4 separate regions of the Mus musculus genome follow, and regions 2, 3 and 4 are each linked to region 1. The links are chromatin contacts, called in public Hi-C and HiChIP or PLAC-seq maps. All regions are on one chromosome and are shown on one strand. The core of a region is the stretch at or near the end of the contact, and the rest is flanking DNA. Distances in the headings are between cores, read along the strand shown. Region 1 has its middle 31 kb from the start of Gm30588. Region 2 has its middle 27 kb from the start of Setd4. Region 3 has its middle 28 kb from the start of Gm41499. Region 4 has its middle 72 kb from the start of Gm41499.

What was found. HiChIP or PLAC-seq counts read pairs in DNA pulled down with a chosen protein or histone mark. A called contact is a pair of places that touch in the nucleus more often than the background predicts.
Region 2: a Hi-C map of CD8 T cells shows a contact between it and region 1, with 2.7 times the contacts expected there. The contact joins two enhancer-like sites. A contact is called at or near these places in 15 of 484 Hi-C or Micro-C datasets (CD4 T cells, CD8 T cells, the N1E-115 cell line and 7 more), 1 of 115 datasets of contacts at active chromatin or transcription factors (memory CD8 T cells) and 1 of 9 other capture datasets (embryonic stem cells).
Region 3: a contact with region 1 is called in a RAD21 HiChIP or PLAC-seq map of pro-B cells, with 6 times the contacts expected there. The contact joins two enhancer-like sites. A contact is called at or near these places in 2 of 15 datasets of contacts at CTCF or cohesin (large pre-B cells and pro-B cells), 5 of 484 Hi-C or Micro-C datasets (cerebellum, double positive thymocytes, large pre-B cells and 2 more) and 1 of 115 datasets of contacts at active chromatin or transcription factors (pancreatic cancer cells).
Region 4: a RAD21 HiChIP or PLAC-seq map of pro-B cells shows a contact between it and region 1, with 6 times the contacts expected there. The contact joins two enhancer-like sites. A contact is called at or near these places in 3 of 15 datasets of contacts at CTCF or cohesin (large pre-B cells, pro-B cells and stem cell-derived epiblast-like cells), 16 of 484 Hi-C or Micro-C datasets (3T3-L1-derived adipocytes, the 63-12 cell line, the C10 cell line and 10 more) and 4 of 115 datasets of contacts at active chromatin or transcription factors (bone marrow-derived dendritic cells, large pre-B cells, regulatory T cell precursor and 1 more).

The regions. Positions count from the first base shown.
Region 1 is chr16:93,291,866-93,295,590 of GRCm38.p6, forward strand. No RefSeq gene overlaps it. Among named protein-coding and RNA genes, the nearest start is that of Gm30588, 31 kb to the left of the region's middle. Within about 2 kb of position 1,251, at least 98 of the 459 cell types and tissues checked have an H3K27ac peak or open chromatin away from gene starts, as enhancers often do. A contact at or near this core is called in the 63-12 cell line, CD8 T cells, the G1E-ER4 cell line and 5 more, where this site is marked.
Region 2 is chr16:93,575,071-93,579,075 of GRCm38.p6, forward strand. No RefSeq gene overlaps it. Among named protein-coding and RNA genes, the nearest start is that of Setd4, 27 kb to the right of the region's middle. Within about 2 kb of position 1,836, at least 36 of the 459 cell types and tissues checked have an H3K27ac peak or open chromatin away from gene starts, as enhancers often do. A contact at or near this core is called in CD8 T cells and uterus, where this site is marked.
Region 3 is chr16:92,926,952-92,930,959 of GRCm38.p6, forward strand. No RefSeq gene overlaps it. Among named protein-coding and RNA genes, the nearest start is that of Gm41499, 28 kb to the right of the region's middle. Within about 2 kb of position 1,375, at least 64 of the 459 cell types and tissues checked have an H3K27ac peak or open chromatin away from gene starts, as enhancers often do. A contact at or near this core is called in double positive thymocytes and pro-B cells, where this site is marked.
Region 4 is chr16:93,027,390-93,031,245 of GRCm38.p6, forward strand. No RefSeq gene overlaps it. Among named protein-coding and RNA genes, the nearest start is that of Gm41499, 72 kb to the left of the region's middle. Within about 2 kb of position 1,467, at least 91 of the 459 cell types and tissues checked have an H3K27ac peak or open chromatin away from gene starts, as enhancers often do. A contact at or near this core is called in the 63-12 cell line, the G1E-ER4 cell line, bone marrow-derived macrophages and 2 more, where this site is marked.

The DNA of each region.
Region 1 (3,725 bases), core at 1-2,500:
TCTAAAGTAGAGAAACATTTTCACAAAATTCTGCTTCCCCCCGAACTCACACGGTCACGAGGATGACAGGATCCCACGCAAGGAAGGAACACCTTAGGGATGTTGTAAGGGTTTTCACAGTAACTCTTAGAAGTTAGGAACCAGAACTTTTCACCGTTTTGCAGGGGGATTGAAATACAAAGTGATTTTTACAAACGTTTGGAGCTATCTCTCGGCGAGGAAAACACACCGTTTCCCTGTTTGTTCTTTCAATTTGCTCCACAGACCTTTCCCCCACACTGGTCCCAATAAATCAGTGCACTTCACCAGCACATTTAACGTTGGCCAGACTTTCAATTAGTGACTTTCTCCCAGGCAAGGCCAGCTATGGTCACACAGTTCTTTTCTTAAACTTCTTGCTATTCTCTGGCTCCCAGGAAGTGTGCACCTGTCAGCCAGCCCAGCCCCCACCCTCTCTCATTTTCTTAAAAGCCGGAACTCGGTTTCATTTTTCACTCTTGATTTTAAAGCGGTTGGAAAGCATGAAAGAGAAGGGGCCAGCAAGGGAGGTAAATAAATCTAATCACCGCGAAAAGGCGATGAAAGACCCGTGCCTACGTTTCCTCAATTTGTTCTTGAAATGATCCTTGCCACACTCATTGACTGAGGACCAGCTCTGGGTTCTCCAAAGAGAGGGTTCACGGAGCTGGGAACAAAAGAGCCAGTTCTTTTCAAACACCCATTGGAGTCATTAGTTCCCACCTTTTCCTCTTCACATTTCCAGGCACGGTTAATAAGTAGCTAAATTGACTTCTTTGAATCCTGTGCCTGCTCCTTTCTCTCGCCCACCCTCCTAGACGCATGTGGTTGCGCAGTTCATTCTTTAAGAGGAATGACACCAAGAAAGAAAGTCCTTGAAAAATGGCCACCAGCCACTTAAGAACTACAGACATTTCTAGTAAACTGAACAGCTAAACAGTGGCTGAAAGGGAGAAACGTAAAATCAAACTGGGCAGTGTGGCAGATCTTTCAAGTGCCAGGCTATGTCCCTGGCTCTTATTGTCCCTACGGTGGTCCCTACAGGACACTCCAGGCCTCCTGTAAGAACATACAACTGCCAATGCTCTTCTGACGGTTTTCTCTGGGGTGGTGATGGGAAGGCCTGAGGCGCTGCTGGCCAGGAGCAGCAGTTGGCCTCTAGACAGTGTGGACTGGAGGGCAAACAGACAGTCGTTCGGTCTTCAGTCTCACAGAGGGCAGCTGCTCTGCAAGCCTGTTCTGCTCTGTGTCCCAGAGACATGCCTTGCAAATGTGTCACTGACCACCTTAGCTTTGGGTAACACACAGCCATGGGAGAAAGAGAAATGTCTCCCCCTGGAGGACACACAGGCATGCTCGCTGCCCGTTGTATTAGACTTAGTCTCCCCCACACTCAGCATTCCACCCCATCAACTGCCTGGACCAAGCCGCGAGACCCACTGGAAGCCTTGAGGAAAGGGAGACTCAAGCCACGGATTCTTCAAGTTTCTTGCTGTTCTGTAGCTATATGATCTTTGTCCCTGTTGTCCTGGTTTCATTTCCTCCACCAGCAACCTTGACACCAGGGAAGGCCTGTCGCCTGTCAGAGGGAGGGGCAGAGGTCTTGCTCACTTCACAGGTCTCCTGCTGAGCGCATACCAGAGAAGTTCGGGAACTGAATTTCTGTTTGGTTCAAATTAGAATAGTCACATCCTAATAAGATTTACCTTAAAACTTTACTTCACTCTATGAATCACATAAGAACACGATTAAAACAGAATGCTTTAAGAAATGGTGCTCCAAGGACTTGGGGCTACAGAACTAGAACCTGAACCCACCCCCCAAATACTCAGTAATGGCACATACACCAGGGGCCATCGTGATAATACACTGACTGTCTACAATAGTAAAGTTGCTTACAAACACAGAATGTGACAAATCCTTTCTCCTAAAGGATTCTCTCTCTCTCTCTCTCTCTCTCTCTCTCTCTCTCTCTCTCTCTCTCTCTCTCTCTCTCTCTCTCTCTCTCTCTCTCCTCCCTCCCTCCCTCTCCCTTCTCCCCTTTCTTCCCTCCTCTGTGTTTGGATAGATACATAGATAGATGTATGATAGATAGATAGATTTATAGATGCATAGATAGACAGACAGACAGACAGATAGGTGATATGCAGACAGGTGATAGACAAACCGACTACATATGGTAATAATTGCAGCTTTTGCTTATCTCTTATGAAACATTTGTTTACTTTATGTCCTTGCTTGTTTGTTGTAGCACAAAAGAGTCCATCTCTCTAAGTGTATTCATTGCTGTTACAAATGGAGGGAAAATATAATTAACAGGAAAAAAATAAAAACTGTTATCACATGATGTCTTTTTCAGTTGAAAGGGACATACAAGGAGATAGCTGGCCATGGGACTGGCATCTCAGTTGAAGTCCAAAGGGTTTTCCTACCTCTTCATGGTAGACAAGTGGCCGTGACGACCCCACAGCCATACAGAAGTGAAGACACCGTTTCTGCAGGCTGCATGGACCTGGTTCGCTAAATTCCACTGAGATTCCCCCAGTCACCTGTCATTTCTAAAGATGCAGATGAGAAAAAAATTGTGTGGTGCTGCCTGCAGAATCACACCCCTCCCCCCTCCCCCATCCCATCCCCCCCCCGCACCCCCCCCCCACACACACTTAAAGGAAGAAAGCGGAGAGGCAGAGTCTGGAGGCTAACTTCCCCTGCTTCCGATGCTTCTCAGATTAATCTGAGAATGACACCACTAGGCTGAGGTAAGAAATGCAGGCAGTGGTGGCCACTCAACTCAGTACTTAAGGAGAATCTTCACATTATGTTACAAAGTAACATATTTACACCAGGGGTGGAGCTAATGTCCAAAACAAGCGTCCCCACCTATGATCATTCTGCTTGCTTGTTTGTTTGCTTGTTTGTTCTTTCATTTAAGACGTTTCAGTGACACAGACAAACATAATGAGCCATCTCTACTAAAAATAGAATGTTTCTTGCCTGGCCTGACTTGATGCTGATTTGTGGCGACTGGTTTTGAGGAGAGCAAACATCTTCGATACACAATCACTTATTGAGGGCCTGCGACACCCAAGGCCTGCTGCTGGATGTGCCAACTCAGAGGGACGTGACTCAAGCTGGTGTCTTGAGAGACTTTATTATGATACAGACATTTTTCCAAGATAAAAAATAAAATAAAATAAATACACAACTTTGTGTTTTTCCACAGCCTCTGAAGATTGATTTTTTTCCCCCAAATTCTCTGTAAAATGGAAATTCGGGGAGAAATTAAGATGTGGTTTTATTCACCATTGTTAACTGTGGTTTCTTACCATGGCAGGAGCCTTGGGAGTTTCCTCATTTGGGCCAGAAACAGCAGAGAGGTTCCAATCTCTGTGCTTTTTAAAATATGGTCTTTTCCATCTGTTTCTTAAAATTCTCTCAGCAAAGCAAGGTGATGGTCAGGGAACTGCTGTTTGATTGGACCTAACAGTGCTTAAGGCCAAGGCCAAATAGACCCCGAGGTTAGCTAAAAGGCAGGAATATAGGTTCCTCTGGCCCTAGCCTCAATCCCAAAGATGGAAATTAAAATAAAAACCAAGCCTCAGCTGACAATACCCCTGCCCATCTACTGGAGAATTGGGAGCTAAACTGTGAAAGGCCACATGAAGTTACAGGTCTAATCCACACATTTTCCATGTTCATACAAAGCA
Region 2 (4,005 bases), core at 586-3,085, 280 kb after region 1:
CTCCCCTGCTCACTCCTTCCCAGAAGCCCCGGTACCTACAGACAGACAGAACAAAGACAAAGCCAGCCCCACACCCGATGTTCTCACCACCGTCCCTGCCTCTCACTCTCAAAGACTTGACCACAGTCGCTGAGGGGCATCAGAGAGCAGCCAGGGAAAGGCTGGATGAACAAGAAGCCTGTGTTGTCTCCTCCCAGTCAGGGGATTTGGGCAAAGAATGGCCTTCCCCGTGAGCAAATGGAGGTAAAACTCCAAGTGTTGTGTTGGGCAGTCCGTGAAGCTGCAGCCCAACTTCCCATACGGTAGGGTGGTTGGTGGTCCAGAAGCCATATTTGATATTTGAGATCAGTTATGCTCCCCAGTGAAGAGACAAAAACTGTCACCACCCGGAGTCCTCTAAGCAGAGCTACCCCCTTTAGGGGTGCCACAGTATGAATGGATTACTGATGGTCACACAGACCAACCCAGAAGACAGGTATCTAGCATCCTTGGATTCCCTTGTGGATACCAAGGCCCTCTCACAAAATGGCAAACAATTTGCAAATCGCCCACACATATGTGTGCTTTAAATCTTTACTATTTAAAGCTTAGTCCAACGTAAACATTGCACCAATAGGTGTGCTGTTGACTTAGTTACCATTCACTGCTGACTTGACACAGTTTACAGTCATCTGAGAGGAAAGCAGGGATTGAGGCACTGCCTAGATCAGACTGACCTGTGCAGACTGTCAGGGTTATTAATTGGTGTAGAAAGGTCCGGGCCACCGTGAGCTGTACTGTCCCCAGGCAGGTAGTTCTGTGTGTACAGGGAAGTTAGCAGAGCATAAGCCAGCAAACAGCTTGCCTCCCTGTGTCCTGCTGTGTGTCCTTGGGTGTCAGTGCGTTTCCAGTTTGGAAGCAAGGCTTTGTGAATAGCAAGCAGTTCAGCCCTGATGTCCCTCTGGGATGGGCAGTGACCTGACAGTGGATGAGGTACAAGTTGCTTTTGGATAGTGTTTCTATCGCAGCAACAGAAAGCAAACCAAAACAATTTTCAACGCAAGGCTGATTGAATCTCAGATGCAGAAACAGGTCACTACAGAAGGAAACTTGGCCGGCCATGGGGTTTGCTTGGTTTTTTTGTTTTTGTTTTTTGTTTTTTTCCTGAGACCACCAGTGTCAAGTTGGTGGGTGGTAGGACTAAGTCAGTCCGCAGTGATCTGCAGTCTGTCAGCTGCCTGTGGACAAAAGAGCCAAGAGTGCCTCGAAGCTCTGCCCCCAGATCTAGCGCACCCCTCTCATGCTGAGCGATCTGTCCGCAGAAAAAGATTCTTCCCAGCACTCCACAAAACGCACCCTTCTAGAAACATCTACCAGATGAGGCACTCTGAGGCCCTGAGGACTTTGCGTGGGTGGTCCAGTCAGCTCCTTAAAGGCAGCTCTTGTGTTTGCCTGTCCTTCGGGTAGTGTCTAAATTCTCAATTAAGACGGAAGTTGGCGTCTGCCTGGTCTTTCTCTGCAGTGCTGAAGACATTATTCATTTACTTAGGGCTCATCTGTAGCGCAACACAGTTGGCCCCTCCTCCGCCCTGAACTCACCCCTCATACACACTGGCCAAGCCTCGTCCCTGCTTCATATCCCTTCATCTGCTCAGTGCTCGCTGGTTGAACAGTTACTGCTTCCCAAAAGGAAAGTAACCGTCTGACTTTTTTGTCCCAAAAGCAAAACAGGGAGTTGTTTTGCCTTATTTGGCTCCTGCTAATATGGGGAGCACTAGGAGGGACACCTTTGGTGACTTGAATTGATGGAGCCCTTTTAAAAGCCCAACTCGGCATCCTTAGTGCAACAGTCCTCTGGCGCCACCTGGTGGACGAATGTGTAATGACTCAAGACTGCAAAGTCCGTGAAGTTGTGTCTGTGTTTAAGGGAGCCTCCTGAGAAAATATCAAGTATATTATTTGTCGTACACTGGATACCTATATTTAACTCTGATTTTGAACTAAACAATAAATAAAGCATTGGCTGCCTCTTTACTTAGCACCAAACGCTACCAGTTAAGAGATTGTGTAACAGTAACCACTCTCTCGTCTCCCTTCATAGCTGAAGGTCTTTGAAACAGGAATGTTCCAGCTGGGAAAGTTGTAGCAGCTTGCTCCTGTATCCCAGAGTCTCAGAGAGAAACTGCAGACAGCTGAACACTGGGATCTTTAATGGCCCCCACACCATGGCACACTCCAAGTGAGAACCTCTTCAGGGGTGCACATCATCTTACGGGATGGCAGTGGGGATCCAATGTACAGACAAGACCTGGGAGGCAAAATAACAAAACCGGTTTCAGAGACTCCAAAGAGACCTCTGCAGTCAGAACACTCCCCCTCCCCTTTAGGGTTGGCTTGAGTCTGCAGCCACATTCTGAACACCTTTTGATCTTAAAGTAGTTGAGAGTCTCCCAGAGGTGGACTGAAATTGTTTACTGTCCCAGTAATTACGGGGTAGGCTCTGTGTGTCCCATTATATCACAAACACACACAAAGAACACACACTAGACACTTCTTGTTTTGATCTCAGCATATGATGTGAACCAGGTCACTTGTGTCTCAATGTCTGGGCTTCTATCACTAAAAGAAGCTGCACTCAATATTTCATACTGTGACAGCTGAGAAAGATGGACACAGACAGACATACCGACAGTCTTCTTTTTTTCTTGGGTGTAGGGTACCACTTCCCTTTCTCCTCCCACAGCCCTGATCCAGTTTCCTGGCTCCAGATGGTTTCAGGGACCCCTGAAGAAGGGCATCTAGACCACGCAGTCTGAGAGGTGGATGCAGGAAGGGGAAAACCCATCAAAATGGGCAGGGACATGGATTCTGGTCCTGTGGCTTCTCCTCAGAGTGTTTCTCAAACTCTTGGGGCTTCCACCACAAAATGGGGGCTCTAAAAGATAATCCCAAGGTCCCATTTAGCCCCGATCCTCATATGCTGAATCCATGAAGACTTGCTTCAAGTCACTCTCAAGGCAAATCGCCACTGACCCGAAGTCAAGTGTGCTGAATGTCTTTGTCAAGAGTTCAGGAAATGACTCGGTAGCGTCCAGGCCTCCTCCTTCAGAATCCCACATCGCTTGTCTTCCAAGTCAGCATAGGCAGAGATCACCTGGCAGCTCCTCTGATCTCTGCACTCCTGGGTACACACGTGCCCCCCCCCATACAATACACAAACACACAGACACACACCTGGCCACATGAGGAGACACAAACACACTCACTGGGCCACTTCTTCCCTCCTATGGGCCATGCTCCCTTCTGTTCACACTTGACTTTCTTGTTCTATAAAAGCAAGTTTGCTCCTGGGTGATCCAACTTGTCGAATTCCTGACAAAGGTCCCAGGTGCAGCTTCCAGCTCAGAAACCAGTGTGCGCTTGTTCTACTTTCTCTCTTGGGACAAAATGGCCAAACATTAACCTGCCATGTAGGACAGAATCGCTGCTGGCCAACTTGAGACCTTCTAGCCTGAGTCTGGCCACTTTCAGACTCAGAACCATGGGTCCTGTCCAAGGTAAAGGGTACAGGAGCAGGGTGCTCAGTACTCAAAAACAAAGAGACAGTACCAAGGCTGGGCCTTCCCAAGGTGGGGCAGCTCTGACCATTGTTGTGTTGGTTGTGTTGTTTTTAAAGAACACATCAAGATGGAATAGCCTAGAAAAGCTGGCCTTACCTGGAGGCCACAGTAGGCCCTGTCAGAAGCCAGACTTCCAGACTTCCTGCCAGGAGCCTGTGGTTTCTCATTCATTCCTGTGTCTACGTGAGCCAAGAACTGTCTGCAAGCTAGAACTACACAACTGTCCTTCAAATAAACTCTGACTGCTTGTGGACCCGAAGCATCACGTATGTAACTGTGTCTGTGGAACTGCAGTGGAGTAGCCGTGGCGCAAGGGTTTCTTTCTAATCATGAGACAAGCGATTGTCCACCCTGAGCAAGAGTACACTTATAGACCCAGTCAGCAAGGCGGCCCCACCCTCAATCA
Region 3 (4,008 bases), core at 125-2,624, 360 kb before region 1:
TCATCAAGTGCCACAAGTAAATTGCTTTCGGATTGTGAGATCAGAGTAGAATACTTGCCAGAGACCACACGGTTTGCAAAGTCATACTGTCTAGACCGTCACTCGCATACACTTGTGGATGTGGGGCGGGGTTGTGAAGCTCTGAACCACAGAGACCCTTCTGGAAGCTGTTTTCTATCTCATCAGTGCTTCCCAACTGTTATAGGTAGATGGGCTACTGTGTGCAGCACACAGTGGTTTATATAGGCCTTACTAATTCCTTCTGTGCAGTTAACTTGAAAAATGTGCAATGTCACTTCTGGGCCAATAACTAGAAGTTGAGATTAAAAACAACGGCCCTGTCAAAAAATTGACATAGTGAGCGGCCAGGGAAGGGAAAGGCAAGGTTCACTTGCTTATTGCCACGTTTATGATTAGTTTGATAGATACTTCATCTATTACGGCAAATAAGCAAGTGGAGTAATGCATCACAATAATAGGCAGTCTTCCAAATTATCAGGGCTATGAGTCCTTCTAATAATCAGCAAAAGGAAAGGGAGAGGGAGAGAGAGAGAGAGAGAGAGAGAGAGAGAGAGAGAGAGAGCGCTACACATACAGTAGTACAACTCCGTGCCAGGTGAATGTTCCACTCTGCACCCCATTCTCCCTGCTTTGGGGACCAGCTGTCCTCCATAAACATGCTGCGGCTGACTCCTTTATGACATTCGTGGCTGCCACCAATGGAAGTTTTCATCCCCATCTCTGGGCTCAGCTGGGAAATCCAGGAAACAAATCAAAATCAAGCACCAAGTTAAAAGAGGCACGGGAACAGAGATGAATAAATCTGCTCCAGGAAGGGTTTAGAGATCCAGGGGGCCACATGAAAGACCTTCCCTAAATCAACTCAGGATGGGGCTGCCTGGGTGGTGGGGGAAGGCAACATGCAGCAGACATCTGACAGGAAGCAGTGTGGTGGTGGTGGTGGAGGGAGAGCTACTGGAAACCGTGCAGGTTGGTCTCAGACAAATGAACACAGGGACCCTGTGGCCCCCTCTCCTTGTCTGTCTTCCTCTCTAGGTGTGCAGTAAGGAATTCAGTGGGTGCATATCTAGGAGCAGATGTGGGAGAAGAATACAATGGCAGACAGAATTCTCTGTGGAGAAACGGATGGCTAGCCAGTGTGAAGCCTGATGCCTGAGGCAGTTACCAGAATCATCCCGATCCATTTGTATACACATCTTGGCATTAGCCCCATTGCACAGCTAAGGAAAGTGAGGCTTAATGGGCTTACACAACCTGCCCAGCATTATATGAAGCTCTTTAGGCAGAGGCCCCACTTCACGGTTATATGCTCAACTAGAAGAAAGCTTGCAGTATAGGGTATTTCCTGCCAGGGAGTGGAGAGGCAGACCTCTGCCATGTGTGGCTTCCAGGTCTCTGCCCTCTCTAAGCGTGAGCAGATGGGTGATGGGCGTGTCAGATCCTCCGGCAGCCCAGACACACATGGAGTGGGCATGTGAAATCAATCAGCCCAGTCAAAGAAGGAAAAGGTTTTGGCCTCCCTTGTGTCCCACATGTGGAAGGTATCGGAGCGACAGAGGAAGGAGGTGTGAAAGTCTCCAGTCCCCCCCCCCCCCCGCACCCCCCCTCCTCACTCCCCAGGCAGGGGAAACAGCTTGAGCACACGTGGGAAGACCAAGTCAGGCCCCTGAATCCCTGTCATGTTGATGGCTTGCTGCAGCCTGGGGTGTGCAGGGTCCATCTTGGGGTGGTATGAGAAGTATAGTCAGATAGTCAGAGGAGGGCGTCTTCCTTCCCACACTCCTCTCAACCTCTGCCTCTCTGCTGTGATGTTCCTCAAGCAGTGCGGGCCTCAGAAGGCTAAAGGGAGAACCCGTGCTCAGAGATGTCAGATCTCGAAATTATTCACCACTTGAGACCCATGCTTGCCAGGTTTTTCTAGCTGGTTCGTGCAGCATCAAGCCACGGCACAAGTGGGCACCATGGAATGCCACCCTGAAGCCAGGTTGCCACACAGAATCGAAGGTGAAGATCCAACCAGAGTGTCCATGAACTCCATCCTCCTCCTCTTTCATTAGGAAGCTCGTTCTGTAGCCTGGCCTTGGAATGAACAGAGATTTGGAGGAACCAAAGGATGCAGGTGTTTCTAGCTGCTGGGAGCTATGTCTGCTGCACATGAAGGGATGACTCTCTTGGGTAAGAGAAGCCTTACCTCTCTGTAAGGACACTGAGACTCAAGCCTTCTCTCTACAAAGAGAGTTATCTCCCCAGTGAATACACTATCTCTTGTCTTGCACAGGGAGACTCCAAATGCACCTTCCTTCCCACCCTCCAAACACCACTGCATTGGGTGTCCCATTTGCATCAATAACTCAAACAATGATTGGTCCTCCCCCTACCTCACTGGTTCCTCAGGAAACCAGGTCATCTGGTCCAGACCTGCCTTTCACTCACTCTTTCTTTTATCCATTCTTCCCCCAACAGACTCTAGGATGACACTCTTTCCCACTTATCCTTCAAACCTAGGGCTTGCCAGTTCACATGTGTTCCAGCCTTGATTAGTTTCCTGGGCTGAAGGTGGTTACTCTAGGCAGATTCAAGCACTTAGTGTCTGGGTATTTGCTTCCTACTAGAAGCTCCACAGCCGTATATGGTACACACCAAGGAATCTTAGTTAGGATTTCTGCCATTGTGATACTGCTCTAGAGTGTCAGCAAGGATCTAGAGCCTGTGTCCACCCGTCAGCTGTAGGTGAGGAGGGAAGGAGCAGGCTTCTGAGACAATGCAGCAGACATGCTGAAGGGGTCTCAGAAATCTGCAGACACCTTGCTTCACAACATCCTCCTCCTTCAGAGTTTCCCTGTATCCATAGATGGGCACCCATAGTGTCACAGAGATGTCACATTTTGTCCAAGGGCATCTGTACAACTTGTTGAAAATTTACAGCTGGCCAACAGGCTCTCTTCACAGGACTGAGAGACCTTTACTACAGATTTCTTTCTCTTCTTCCTCCTCCTCTTCCTCCTCCTCCTCCTTTCCCTCTTCCTCCTGCTCATTCTCCTGCTTCTCCCTTTTCTCTTCCTCTTCTTCTTCCTCCTCCTCCTGCTCCTCCTCTTCTTTCTTCTTCCTCCTCCTCTTCCTTTTTCATCTCCACCTCCTCCTCTTCTTCCTCCTTCTCCTTCTCTCCTCCTTCTTCAACTTTCTTTGGCAGGTTGCTGGAGTTGAAAAATCTGACAAAATCTCACTAATTGCAGTGGAATGCACCACTCATGCCAGCAAGGATCATGCCGGGCAGGGCATCCTGTGACACAGACGCAAAGGCAGCTCAGTCAGGAGCTTGTGCTGGGTGACTCACAGGAGACTTGAATTGGGCATTGTGCACCACAGCTTCAACAGGTGTCCCTAGCATTCCAACTGCACCCCATGTCCAATGGACAATGCCAGACTGGGCCAAGAAGCCTTTGGGGGATGAGTGCGGGGACATCTGCAGGCTTAACCTGCTCTGCACCCGTGCTGTGCACACTCAGGGCCCAGCAAGCCCATGCCAAAGACAAGTGGGACTTCAGTTGTAAAATGGAAGCTGGGGAGGCCAAACAGGAGAGGCACAAAGTGCTTCCAAAGTTAACCAGCTTGTTAGGCAGCTCAAGCAATCATGGGGGCTGGAGGGTGTCAAGAAACAACCAGCGTTACAAAATCCAGAGAAAGGACTAAGGGAGAGAATTGTTCTGAAAGGTGGGTTGTGCATTTCATGGTTGAACCTCTGTGCTCCAGGCTTTTGATAATTTGGCACTCAAGACCCCTTTTACCTAAGATGTATGTTATAGCCACTCTTGTATACAGGTGTATAAAATAAGTATAAGATGAAACAGTTAGCTGAGCACAGTGATGCATGCATATAATTAATCCCAGTACTTGGAAGGTGAAAGCAGGAGGGTCACCTGTTCAAAGCCAGCTTTAGATACATTGTGAGTTGGAGGCCAGCCTTAGCTACATGAGACCCTATGTCAA
Region 4 (3,856 bases), core at 217-2,716, 260 kb before region 1:
AAGAACTCAACAGCTAAATTAAGCAATAGACATGTCCTGGAAGACTAAGTATATTAAGTATCCTGGCTAGTTCATTTTTTTTTTACTTGACCCAAGTTAGAGTTATTTGGGAAGAGGGACTCTAAGTTCAGAAAATGCCTTCCCTAAAATTGGGCTGTAGGCAAGACTGTAGGGCATTTCCTTAGTTAGTGAACAATGGGGGAGGGCCTAGTCCACTGTAGGCAGTGCCCTTCCTGGTGGTCTTGCGGTGTGTAAGAAAAGCCCAAGCAAGTCATATAGTCAGTTAGCTATGCTCCTCCATGACTCCTGCATCAGTTTCTGCCTGCTGGTTCCTGCCTGGAGCTCTTGGCCTGACTTCCCCTGATGGTGGGTTACAAGCAGTAAGATGAAACAAACACTTGCCTCCACTGGTTGCCCTTGGTCCTGGTGTTTCATTCCAGCAACAGACACCCTAAGGGAGTTAGGATCACAGCCCCCCCACCCCCTGACTGACTCATAGAATAGATGAAATTCTTACCAAAGTCTCAACCTAGTTTTACAACACAGAAAAACTGATTTTGACGTGGAGATAGAAAAGTTCACTCTCCTGGACCGTTCCGATCTTCTAGACTGAGAAGAAAGCGAGACATGCTCGCTCACACTGAGGCCGAGCAATAACTAAAGCATCGATACACCAGCAGCAGGCGACAAAGTAGCTCAGGAGCAGACCCACAGCAAGGTTGATTCCTTTCCCACAGCACCAGAAATTCCAGTTGTAATAGTGTATGCACAAAGTAACTGAAGCACGGAGAGAGCAACTTAAATTCTGGTGAGTTATTTTTAAAAATTGAGGTGTAATTTCCATTCTAAAAAAAAAAATCATTCTTTTCTAATATAAAACGGAACAGCTTCTGTTTTGTTCTTAATGTGCAACTATCATTTTGCCCATTTCCAGAATATTCCATCACCCAGAGAGAAATCTGTATGGCAGTGACTCTACATTTTACATCCCACCCCCACCCCCACCCCCACCCCACGCAGCTAAGACCCTACTCTCACATCCCTTTGTCAGTTTGTCTGTTTTAAGTGAATGTGTGTGTGCCCAGGTGTATATACGCGCACTACATTTCTACATGCCCACAGAGGACTCTCAGCTCCTGAGGCATTTCACAGCCATGGGATCAAGTGACATGTGGCTTTAAGCATTACTTTATTTTTACCTTGCTGTTGTACAGAGCAGAAGGAACTCAGAAGGCAGCCCTCAGACCCAAAGTGGCTCTAGCAGCTACCAATCCCACCTTGCTTTCAGGGCAGACTGTAGAGACCTAAGGGTTTTGATGACCCTCCAGGGAGAATCCCAAAGTGACTAAACTCAGATCTTCAGCAGACTGACCATTTTTCAAAAGCAACGCAGTTGCCCGAGCTACACTGCTAGCTTCCAGCTGGGGCAATGCTCGCACAGGCTGGCTTGGTTTTGCTTCCCCTTTTGTGGTGGGAAAGGGAAGCCGTGAAGCAGGTGGAGACCAGTTATGGAAAATGAGCAACACTTGCCTTTTCTGAAGGTCTGCGTCATAACCTTTTTTTGAAGGTCCTGTTCTCCTGGCTCTTAACAAATCCTGTTTTATGATGAGGAAACCGAGGCCCAGAAGTGGTCCGTGATTTCTAAAGTCATGCGCAAATTCACCTGCTTCCAGGCGTGTTCTCTCTGAGCATCCCTGTCTCCTGCTAAGATCAGCGCCAAAGGCAGATGTGTCACAGGAACATCAAGCAGAGAGGCCAGGGTCGTATGTTTTAGACTTCAATCTTCATAGTTGTGTAAATCGAAAAGCATACAAATAACAATAAAATCAAAACAAACAGAAAACCCCTATAACTACTAATTTAAATTATTATTTGTTCTTACTTCTATTCCAAATTATTTATAAATTTGAACCACACAATTGGACACACAGCACTATAAAAACTCTACCCACTTAGCAGCTCATACATCACCAACCAGCTGGCATTTATTGAGCACCTCCTAGATGCCTGGCTCTGGCTAAGAACTTTCCAGATATCTCTTCATTCCCAGATCACATCCACAATTTGAGGGAGACTGACTACCATCACTCAAGACACAGGATGAGCTAGTGGGCAGCTCAACTCCAGCCCCAGATCAAATCCATACTGTTGGCTACTGTACCAATGTGCCTTTGTGACACTCCCCCAAACCTGGACTTCAGAGTCCCTCCATGGCTACCATTGGGTAAAGGTCAGACTGGGAAACAGGTGGAGGAAGGAGGCCGAATGTCTGCACGGCAGGTGTGTCAGCTTCTTCTTCTCCCATCATTCCTCCCCCCACCCCCTGCCTCTCTCTTTGTTTACTTTTAAATGGGGAGGGGGAAAGCTGAGATAAAACATTTCATGAGTAATACTTCAAGATGCATTTGATTAAATTCTTGAAATGAGGTGTATAAGAGATTAGAAAAACGTGCCTGTGTTTCTATGTGTGTATGCATGAGCATGCATGTGTGCCTGTGTTTCTATGTGTGTATGCATGAGCATGCATGTGTGCCTGTGCGTGTGCATAAGCATGCATGTGTGCCTGTGTGTGTGCCTAAGCATGCATGTGTGCCTGTGTGTGTTCATAAGCATGCATGTGTATCTGTGTGTGCACAAGCGTACATGTAACCATTGAGTTTCCTGATAGTCCTGATGTGTTGTTTTATTTCTAAGTGATAACATAATTATCCTGGAGGAATGCAAGTGACAAAACTTTCAATACGCCATAGCTTATTAAGGGAACTTAAGATGGGCAGGAGGGTTGGTTCAGCAGTGCACAACACTTGTTGATCTTGCAGAGGATGAAGGTTTGATATCCAGCAACTATGTGGCAGCTCATGACCAACTATTCTTGGGCATACACAATTCTCTTCTGGCTTCTGTGGGCACTGCACACACATAGCTTATATACACACATGCAGACAAAAAACCCTCCTACACATAAAATGAAAATTCTTATAAAAAGTGCACTGATTGCAAACATTTAGAAGTAAAATTAGAGCATGTTTCTTTTGGAATTGGAGCTCAGTTTCAAACTAAACCTAAGCCAGGCACTTGTCATACGTTGGATTGCTTCTTCCTAAAACAGTTATGCTGAAAGCTTCCAGCCCCACCTGTTAAATGTTTCTGTATTTGGAAAGAGGGTTTTCATAAATATAAGCAAATTGTCTTCAAAATGGACCCTTAGGAGCTGGGGAGATGATTCAGTGAGTAAGATGTGCACTACAGACTTGAGTTCAGAACCTCAACATCCCTAGAAAAAGGAGGCCAAGGCCACAACTACCTGCAATCCTAGCAGAGATAGGAGGATTCCTGTGGCCAGAAATTCTTTCCAAAATGCTGAGTTCCTGACCCAGCAAAAGGCCCTGCCTTAAAATATAGGATGTAGAGTAAGAGAGAGAAGCACCAGATAGCAACATCTGGCCTTCACAAGCATGCACACATACATGTATACACACATACACACATACATACACTCACACACACAAATGCACACACATGCATACACGCACAGGTGGGGCTGGAAGCTTTCAGCATAACTGTTTTAGGAAGAAGCGATCCAACGTATGACAAGTGCCTGGCTTAGGTTTAGTTTGAAACTGAGCTCCAATTCCAAAAGAAACATGCTCTAATTTTACTTCTAAACGTTTGCAACACACACACATGCATACACGTACACACACGCACAAATGCACGCACATGCACAAATGCATGCACACACAAAATACACATGCACAAACATATGCACGCATATCCATACATACAACTGCACACACATATGCACACCTGTTATGTGTGCATATGACATACACATGCACACATACACGTGTACACA